Linked DNA regions of Gossypium arboreum: region 1 is linked to region 2. The links are chromatin contacts, called in public Hi-C maps. All regions are on one chromosome and are shown on one strand. The core of a region is the stretch at or near the end of the contact, and the rest is flanking DNA. Distances in the headings are between cores, read along the strand shown.

Evidence for each region. A called contact is a pair of places that touch in the nucleus more often than the background predicts.
Region 1: a Hi-C map of leaf shows a contact between it and region 2, with 2.5 times the contacts expected there. The contact joins the promoter of LOC108458593 here to the enhancer-like site in region 2. A contact is called at or near these places in 2 of 5 Hi-C or Micro-C datasets (both in leaf).

What each region holds. Positions count from the first base shown.
Region 1 is chr4:95,752,308-95,757,330 of ASM2569848v2, forward strand. It overlaps LOC108458593 (thaumatin-like protein 1b), which reads right to left and starts at 1,437. Exons shown (of 2, transcript XM_017758004.2): 1 at 1,285-1,437; 2 at 404-1,152. The coding sequence starts at 1,330. The coding sequence ends at 473.
Region 2 is chr4:95,360,996-95,366,150 of ASM2569848v2, forward strand. No RefSeq gene overlaps it. Among protein-coding and RNA genes, the nearest start is that of LOC128292415, 17 kb to the left of the region's middle. Within about 2 kb of position 1,941, at least 2 of the 2 cell types and tissues checked have an H3K27ac peak or open chromatin away from gene starts, as enhancers often do. A contact at or near this core is called in leaf, where this site is marked.

The DNA.
Region 1 (5,023 bases), core at 187-2,686, 390 kb after region 2:
ATCGATTAGCGTCGATGGCATACTAATGCTCGCTGGGGGTCCATTCCTTGTACCTACCGGATGAAGTTCTTCAGCATCTACATAATGATAGCGTCGGTTTAGCTTGTCTACAGCTAGGTTGATTTTAGTGGATTTTCTCCTCTTGTACACACACACACACACACACAAAAAGAGGATTTCGGACTAGCAGTAGAATAAGAAAGAGTACATCTATTTTTTTTTTTTTTTTTGAAGAGGTTAGCCACATTAATCCCCTCACCCTGATAGCTTTTCGTAAAAAGCAAATGGCTATCCACTAAATGTAAAAAAAGCCAACCTTAATACTATATTAGATGAGACATGAAAATAACAGGATTAAAAGTAAAATTAGAAAAACTATGAGAATTATGTGCAAAGCATATAAACAACAGTACTAACATTTTCTTTATTAATGAATGCAAAACAGATAAAGCCTACTCCTGCTGCTAAGGTTTCATGGACAGAAAGTGATAAGGTAATTAGGTGAACCAGAGCAGGTAAAAATGCTAGTTTTATCGTCATAAGCATAACTATAAGCCTGAGGGCACTGGTTCTTGAAAACCATCGAGTAATTTGTGGGTTCACATTTCTGGGGTGAATTATATTCACCAGAGCAACAGTACTTGGGCTGCTTGAAAGCTAGGCATGCGCTTTTGCAGGCTATGGTATTCCCATAAGATGCTTTAACAATCAGTTCTGGTGGGCAAATTGCATTCACATTTGCCGAACAGCTAGTTATGGTGCAGTTTGGACCCGAGCCGCCTTGTGGAGTTACTGAAACCGGCAAGTTAAAGCCATCTACTAGGCTGATATCATAGAAATCTTGTCCTCCATTTTGTGGTAAAGTGAACTCTACAAGGGTTGCAGGAGGGACTGCACCTACACCATTGCAGGCAACCTGGCCCGACCCACAGTTTGCAGTGGCACAAGTGAACAATCCGGAGGAGGTTGAGCATTGGGTTCGAGCCCAGAGTCTGCCTGACCAAGGAGCAATAACAGTAATGGCATTCCATGCTTGTGGGGCTAACTCGAACCCACTGTTGGACAATTGAGGTATACCAGCGCCAGTAAGTGTTCCTGGCCAGACAGTAAATGGACAGTTGTTTCTAGTGTAGAGACTTGCCATGTGAGACTCTGCAATATAAGAAAATGATAAAAATTCTAGAACCATTACGAACATTTGATAAGCATTAAATCTTGCAAATGAAATGTTGATGAGGTACTAGAGTTGCAGAGAAAGAATGGTACTTGAGGTTTGTTTGTTACCTGAGATTAGGGTAAGCAAGGAAAGGCCAAAGATCCATGACTTCATCTTTGCTTAAACAATTGATTAATTAATTGTTTCCTTTTCGTTATTTAAAGAGCCTTAGTATAAGAACTGATAGGCATGCCCCAGAAACAATATAATCTTCAATGCATACGGAATTGGATATTAACATGGACTATATAGACTTCTATCGCAACTAACTTTGAAAAAGTCGTGATTATATTTAATTTTACTAGAATTAACACTGCTTACGCTGCTGTTTTCTATTTTTAAACAAAAATAATTTTGAATTAAATTCTACTAATTTTTTATTACGAAATACTAATCAATGTTCAGTTATAAGATAAGGAGAGTAAGAAAGGAAAAAAAATTATGGTATTTAATTAATCAAATAGAGATACCAACAATGTTTTTTTTAAGTTTATATTTATAAATATAATAAATATAAATGAAATAAAACTCTACTTTTAATTTACATTAAAGTTCAACAGTACATCAAATGTCTTATTCTAGTGGGCATCCACTTCTATGATTATAAAATATTTATAACACTACTTCTTGGATGTCTATCTGTAGATAATGTGTCTTGTTAAACCTTATTCAGAGAAAAATCCTGTAAAAAAAATTGCTTAGTGAATAAAAAAAAAGTACACATAACTATAATACTCATCACATACTGTCTCATTAAAAACCTTACTAGGAAAATCCAGTGGGACAAAATCTCAATTAAGGAAAAAAAATTATAGCGTGTATTTTATTTCCCTCATGAGAACATCACATAATGCATACCAATTCCATTGACTAGCTTCTCAAATGTGTTAGTCAGCAGTGCTTTAGTGAACAAATCTGTCAAATTTTCACATGAACAAATTTGTTAAACATCTATATCACCATTCTTTTGAAGGTCACGAGTGAAGAAGAATTTCAGTTAAATATATTTTGTTTTGTCTCTTTTGATGTACACCCTCGTTTCAATTGAGCTATGCATGCTACATTATCTTTGTACAAAATAGTTAGAATCATTTTTTTGGATGATATAGAATCATTTTTTTGGATGATATACAACACATCTATTGGATATGTTGGATCATCAATCTTAACCAAACACATTCTTGACTCACTTCATGCATTGTAATTATTTCTTCATGGTTTAATGAAGTAGCAACTAAAATTTGTTTTGTTGAGCATTACGATATAGTTGTACCTTCGATTGTAAATACAATTCGTTTGAGAGCATGCTTTATGTGGATAAGGTAATTATCCTACATCTACATAGCCAATCAATTGTGATTTGAACCATTTGGATAGAATAACCTATATCAATCGATCTTTGGAGATATCAAAATATTTGCTTAACTCTGTTCTAGTGCCAACACATTGTAGAAGAACTAAATCTTGTTAATAAACTTTTGCAAATGCTATATCAGGTCGTGTACTGTTAGCAAGATACATCAATGTTTATATAGCACTAAGATATGGTACTTTGGGACTAATAAGTTCTTCATCATTCTCACGAGGACGAAAATGATCTTTCTTTACATCTAGTCATCTTACAATCACCGGGGTACTTAAAGGATGTGTTTTATCCATATAAAATTTTTTAAGATTTTTTCTATATAAGTTGATTAATGAAGAAGAATTTCATTTGATAAGTGACAAAACTTAGTTTTTCTAATATTTTTCATCTCAAATTCTTTCTTCAAATAATCAATTGCCTTTTGAATCTCTTCACATGTTCCAATAATACTCAAGTCAACAACATACACAACAATTATAACAAACTCTAATTTTAATCTTTTATAAAGACACACGAGCATGTTGGATTGTTTTTATAATATTCCTTCAACAGAACTCACTGAGTCATTTATACCACATATGCCTGGATTGTTTCAATCCGTATAAAGATTTATGTAAACACATCAAACAATTTTCCTGAGAATATTTACATGCTATTGACATTTTAAGTCCTTCAAGAATTTTCATATAAATCTTATTATCAAGTGATCCATATAAATAAGTTGTAACAATATCCATTAGACACAAATCTAGCTTTTCATGTATTGTCAGATTAATAAGATACCTTAAAGTAATTTGCATTCACCATTGGAGAATATGTCTCCTCATAATTAATAACATACCTTTGTGAAAAGCCTTGTGCTACTAATCATGATTTGTATCGTACAACTTCATCTTTTTCATTTGTTTTCACATAAACGCCCATTTATATTCAACAGGTTTTACTCATTTTGCACTTCAGACTATTGGTCTAAAAACTTTACATTTGAAAGTAAACTTATGGTATGTTTGGTTCACTGAAATGGAATAGGATTGTAATGCAATATCTATTCTACAGGAATGAAATAAAGTTGTAATTGTATGGAATTGTTATAAGAGTAGTTTGATTTGATGGAATCGAATAATGGTATAATGATATTCTTTGGAACCAATTAGTCTATTACCACACTTCAAACGAGGCTTATGTTCATTTGCACTACCAAATTATCCTATAGAGACATCAATTCTTATTGGAGTTTCTTCACCTGGTATATGGAATTTAGTAACTCTTTTTAGGTCAGTAAATGCATCTAACAATTGATTTGCAATATTTTGCGAATGTATTATCTTTTGAGTTTCTAGTTTACATTGATTTGTTCGAGGATCTATATGAGATAATAAAGATGCATTCCAAATAATTTCCTTTACCAACTATTTATTTTCTCCCCCAGATATTGATAATACTATTTCATCAAAATGTCAATTGGCAAATCGTGTCATAAATAGATTTCTTATCATTGGTTCAAGATATTTAACTATAGGATATTCATAATCAACATACATTCTCTATCTTTTTTTAGGGTCCATCTTTGTGCATTGTGGGAGAGCAATTGGGACATATACCACACATCCAAGCATCCTAAGATAAGAAATGTTTGGTTCCTAAACAGAAGCCAATTGCAATGAGGATAATGAATGATAACTTGTTAGATTGATGTGTTCAACTATTGTAGCAAATACATGTAAGTTTTATAAGAAACCATCAAATTTAAAATTCTATGACAAACTAGTAACAAATTATGTAATTTTTAAAATAATTATGTAATTTAAAATAAAAATTATTTAAAATTGTACATAATTTATTAACATATTTATATCTTCAAATTTCATTTTAGGGCATCCTATTTATTTATGGTTTTACATTTTAATTATAGTTTCATTTTTGTTTTCTCTTTAAATTTTTTAAATGAGATATCATCATTTTTTACTTTCAATATATTATCTAAAATAGTAATTAATTCAAATTTATTTTAAATATGAATTTTTATTCATAATTTATATTGATCAAACCCAAACTAAAAAAGAAGAAATGGTTCAAGAAATTTGTAAAAGATCATGCTGAAGAAAGATTGAGGAGCGTTTCAAGCATAATAAGCATGGGATGGTGGAGAGGGAATATCAAGTGTCTAGTAATTTTTGTGAACAACTTGCTGCCAAGATTGCACTAGAGAGGGTTATGGAAAAACTTTCAAAATTATGGGAGGGCGCTAAATGCCTTTATTCCACAAAAAAGAGATCGATACGGGCGAAGGTTTGGATTTATCATATATGAGTGCGTGACTAATGCATAAAGGTCGATAGAGAGATTAAACACTTTTAGAATCTATGGATTTTAGATTGAAATTAATATGGCAACATTTTGATTTAGGAACACCTTTTGGAGAAGGGTGCGTGGTTATTTCT
Region 2 (5,155 bases), core at 691-3,190:
AGAAATTATTATCAAACGTTACTATTATATTTTTACCTATATTTGAATTATAAGAAATTAATGAAGTAAAAATTTGAATATTTAAAAATATCTACTCAATTAAGAAGAGTAATATGTGTATATATATATATATATATAGATAGATAGATTTGAATTATTTAAACATACAATATGTGTATATAAAATATTTTTATTTTTATTATTTTTAAAAAATAATTATTAATAATTTCTTATAATTCTCAATAATTTTTAAAAATTTGCTATAATTTTTTAAATTTTCTATGATTATTTAAAAACCAGTCCATAATGAATATGAACAAATGGTTATTGATTCATTCTAGATCTTATTTTAGTTATTTTATTAATTTTTCATAATTTTTGTGTAACTTTCTATAATTCTTAATAATTTTCTATTTTTATAATTTTATAATTATTTTAAAAATCATGTCTAACATGAATTGGATGCGAGCTTGGACAACAATTTGTTCCATGGCACATGAGCATAATATTTACATGGCACATAGTGTGTCGCTATTTGATTATGCCACATAATCACTTAGCAATAGATATAGATGAAAATTTTAATATAATGAACAATTTACTTATTAATCTAACATATATAAATTAATTTATTCATTTTTTAATGAAAAAAAAATTAACTCATGGTACAAAAACCTTCAGTATACTTTCGGTTCATTATGGAGGAACATGTGGCCTCCAACACGATCCAGCTTCCTCCTAAACTCATCTTTTAAGTCTAATACATCTACGAGAAGGCATCAATAATATTAATGCTAGTCCAGTCATGGCAGCAAATTTGGAGGTCCGAATTAAACCCAGTCACTTAATGCAAAAATTTCATACTTCTTGGGGTCAAATACCCTTTTCCCTTCCATTGCAAACAAGTGGATTTAGTGTTCAAATTAAGGCATGATAGTAACTTCTTATTTCCAGTTTACAAATCTGTAGTAAACCCTACTTTAATTGGTGAAAGTATAGTCTGCTTTTATAATTTGGTACTACAACTATGTACTGCATGACTGGAGCTAAGTGAAAATTGTCCTTCAAAGCCATTACGCCATCAAATAAAAAAGAAAAAGGAGTATTGGAGTTCTCTGTTTCAGTAAACAAAAGAATTATACTGCTGGTGTCACTCAGAACATGGAATCTTATTCAGAATTTTTGTAACCCCCCCAAAAAAAAAAGGGGAAAAGAAAAAGCTATTGAACATCAACAACAAAGACACTGGCCGACCTATAATCATATTACTCTTTTCCAGGTTTCTAAACTACACAAGACCTAGTTCAAGGGTTAGAGATTCATCTGTTCCTACATTTTTCAATCTAGAAAATTTTCGAATAGTTGGTAAAAGTTGAGATTTAAAATTAGATAAACACTTAAGTTCAGTTTCATACTAATTTGAGATTTAAAATTAGATAAATACAAAATCCATCATGACAATAGCGGATTGACAAAAAATATTTTGGCATGCAGGTGGCAGGAAGAGAGTGGTGAACAAGTCCCATTCTTAAAACATGACCCTTGACAAAGATGAGAGGTGCTATCCTTTCCATGTGATAAACAGGAAAGGAACCATCCATATATAAAAATCCTATGGGGGAATCAAAAAAAGAGTGCTGTCATCATATCTGGTGCGAATTAGGAGCTTTTGCAATGGCATATCCCTTGGAAGATGCTGAATCTAGCAACCTCCACTTCTCTCTTTTTCGGTTTCACTTTTAACCAATAACTCACAACATCTTTTTAATATGTATTATTATGATGGTGTTTATGTTTTAATTATTTTATTTTCGGATTCCTATAAGCCCATATGAAGCTTCAGTATAAAACCCCCTCTTTAATTATGCACACCATCACCAGGCCACCCCTTGCACCAACCAAGCAAGAGGTGACCTAGCTAGGGTCTTGATTCTATGCTGATGCTGCTTTCTTTTTCTTCCACGCTTTCTTTCGTATCATTTGCTTGAAGGGAAGTACTTTCTCTTATAGGGCAGCTTTGATCCTTCGGCATTTCGGTTTCCACGGCAGCCTCTGGTTTTTACTTCATTAAATGATGTTTAAAGCTCAAATAAATTCACCTAGGTCGAGTCAGATTATGCAATCTCTTGCTGTTTTCTTTGGTACTTTTCTATCCAAGTTAAATATTTATATATTATCAGTGGCCAATGTTTCAGTGGGCTGCAAACTGCGGCTTAGTTTGTATTATCACTCCTCAGTTTTGTACTTTAAAAACTAGATTTGGGTCTGTGCTTAGCTGTGGCTTTTTCTTTAACATATTTGAAATTGATGCACATAAATGTGAATGAAGTATGGAACCGAAATAAATTTATGCAAAGGTAATTGCAAAACAAAGTAGTTCATATTCTATCCGACTATACTATTACATTTTCTTTTTTTTTTTTTTTTTGTTTAGTATTTGATTAAATCATTATTTAAAATTTTAGAATAAAACTATTAAAAGTAATTCATGTCTAAGGATTGAACTGAGATTAGTAAAATTAGGTAAATATATGCTGTTTTATCACTAAACTTATAATTCAATTGATGAATAAATTCTTTTATAAATATATACAATTTTTGTATATATATAGTTGGTGTGTTGCTAAAAGTACTAGGGAAGCCGCTGTACTTATGGACAGATTGCATTTCGGCCTCTATATTGAAAAATGAACAAATTAATCCTTATACATTTTGGAACATGCAAGTTACTCCCTCCGCTATATTTTATGTAACACCCCGTACCCGAGACCGTTGCCGGAGTCGAACACGAGGTGTTAACGGACTTAATTCATTAATTAAACAGCTCATACAATTCATTTTAAAATTTCCAGACAAGCTGGCTAACTGCATCACAGTCGCTTTAAAAATCATATCTCGAGTTACAAAACTCGAAATCCAATTCCGTAAATTTTTCCTGAAACTAGACTCATATATATATCTACTAATTTTTTCTAGAAGTTTTGGTTGGGCCAATTAGTACAGTTTATTAGTTAAAGTCTCCCTGTTTCAGGGTTCAACTACTCTGACCTCAGTGTATTACGAATCAGATATCTCCTGTACAGAGCTTCAATGACTATGCCGTTTATCTCTAATAAAACTAGACTCAATAAGGAATCTGTACATATAAAGCATGACTTCTAATTATCTTTGTAAAATTTATGGTGAATTTCCAAAGTCAGAACAGGGATCCAGAAATCACTCTGGCCCTGTTTCACAAAAATTTAAACATCTCATAAAATATAGCTCATATACCTGTTTCGCTTATTCCATATGAAAATAGACTCATCAAGCTTCGATTCCATAACTTATTCATTATTTAATTCCATTTCTACTATTTTAGTGATTTTTCAAACTCACGTCACTGCTGCTGTCTGAATCTATTTTATGGTAAATTTTACCTATTTCATGGTTTCCATGGATTAGCTAGCAATTTGACATACATAATACCAAATATGATCATGATTAGCCATTCCAATGGCTAATCATTACCAAGCATTTCTATCTCCATACCACTCAATAACCATATCATAAGACCATATATACAAAATGATTATAATGCTATACATGCCATACTCAAAATATACAAGCCATTATGCCAAGATGGTATACGGATAGTGTGAGCGTGCCTCCGACCGTTTCCGATTTTCGAGCTGGCTTGTCAACACTACAAGGAATGAAAAGGAGGGAGTAAGCATAAGTGCTTAGTAAGCTCACATGCAAATAGCAAGTAACATAACCATATAAGCAAACATATAACATCATTTGCATAATCATCACCAAGACATTCATATCACCTTTTCATTTATCATCTTACCATATTGTTGTTATATCGAGTTTTCAACCCGAGGGTTAAGTACATACCTGTTCAAATTATCCATTTCACAACACTTACCAATACGTCCCTTTCATCTTGAGTATTCCTCCATTTGAGTAGAACTTTACCCGTTGAACACATCGAATATAATTCGGATACATGGAAAGTTTGCACATAAGTGCCACATATGTAGCCAAGCTACCATGTAACCCGCCCATAAGTGAACTCGGACTCAACTCAACGAGCTCGGCGTTCGCATCCATAAGTGAACTCGGACTCAACTCAACGAGTTCGGATGCCTAGTTACATCTCACGAACTCGGACTCAACTCAACGAGTTGGACGCTCGCATCCATAAGTGAACTCGGACTCAACTCAACGAGTTCGGATGCCCAAATATCCCAAAGTGACATGTCACTTGTATCCTAATCCATTCCTAAGGTTCAACGGACCTTTTCCCAATCATGTGTCTCAACCATCTTCTACGGAATGCCGATACCGATACTCGGTAGTATTTCATATTTTCCAAGTATATCACATAATTTGACATATTATCAAACAATTATCACAAGTATAATATTTCATAATAATTATCATATCATTTAAAAACATTAAAACATTTAAAATAATAACTATGTTACCAACATTTACATATGAACTTACCTCGTATGCTGAAAATGGCTATTTTACCATTTAAGTCCACAACTTGGTATTTTCCCCATTTTAGCCAATTTCAGTTTTCCTTGCTCTATCATTTAAAATATAGTCTAATTAGGACTCACATTATTCAAATTGACCCAAAATCATATTTTGGAAAAATTACAATTTTGCCCCTAAACTTTTGCATATTTACACTTTTGCCCCAAAGCTCGTAAATTAAAATTCAGCCTATTTTCTTATGTTTTATGACATGCTGATCATTTTTCCTTCTATGGCAACATCAAATTCTCACTCTAACATGTACTTATGACTATTAGGTATTTTTACCGATTAAGCCCTTTGCTCGTTTTCACTTAAAACCGAGTAGCACAAGTTGTCTAACATAATTTAAAACCTCATATCTATCATAAAACACCAAAATACACAAATTTCACCTATGGGTATTTTTCCAAATATAAACCCTAGGTTAAATTATAGCTAGCATAAGCTAAATCGAGCTAAGGGACTCCAAAACGTAAAATTATTAAAAACGAGGCTAGAACGAACTTACAATCGAGCTTGGAAGCTTGAAAAACCCTAGCCATGGTTTCTCCTTGCTATATTCGGCCATGGGGTTGAAGATGAGCAAAATTGGCTTTTAATTTTGTATTTTAATTCATTT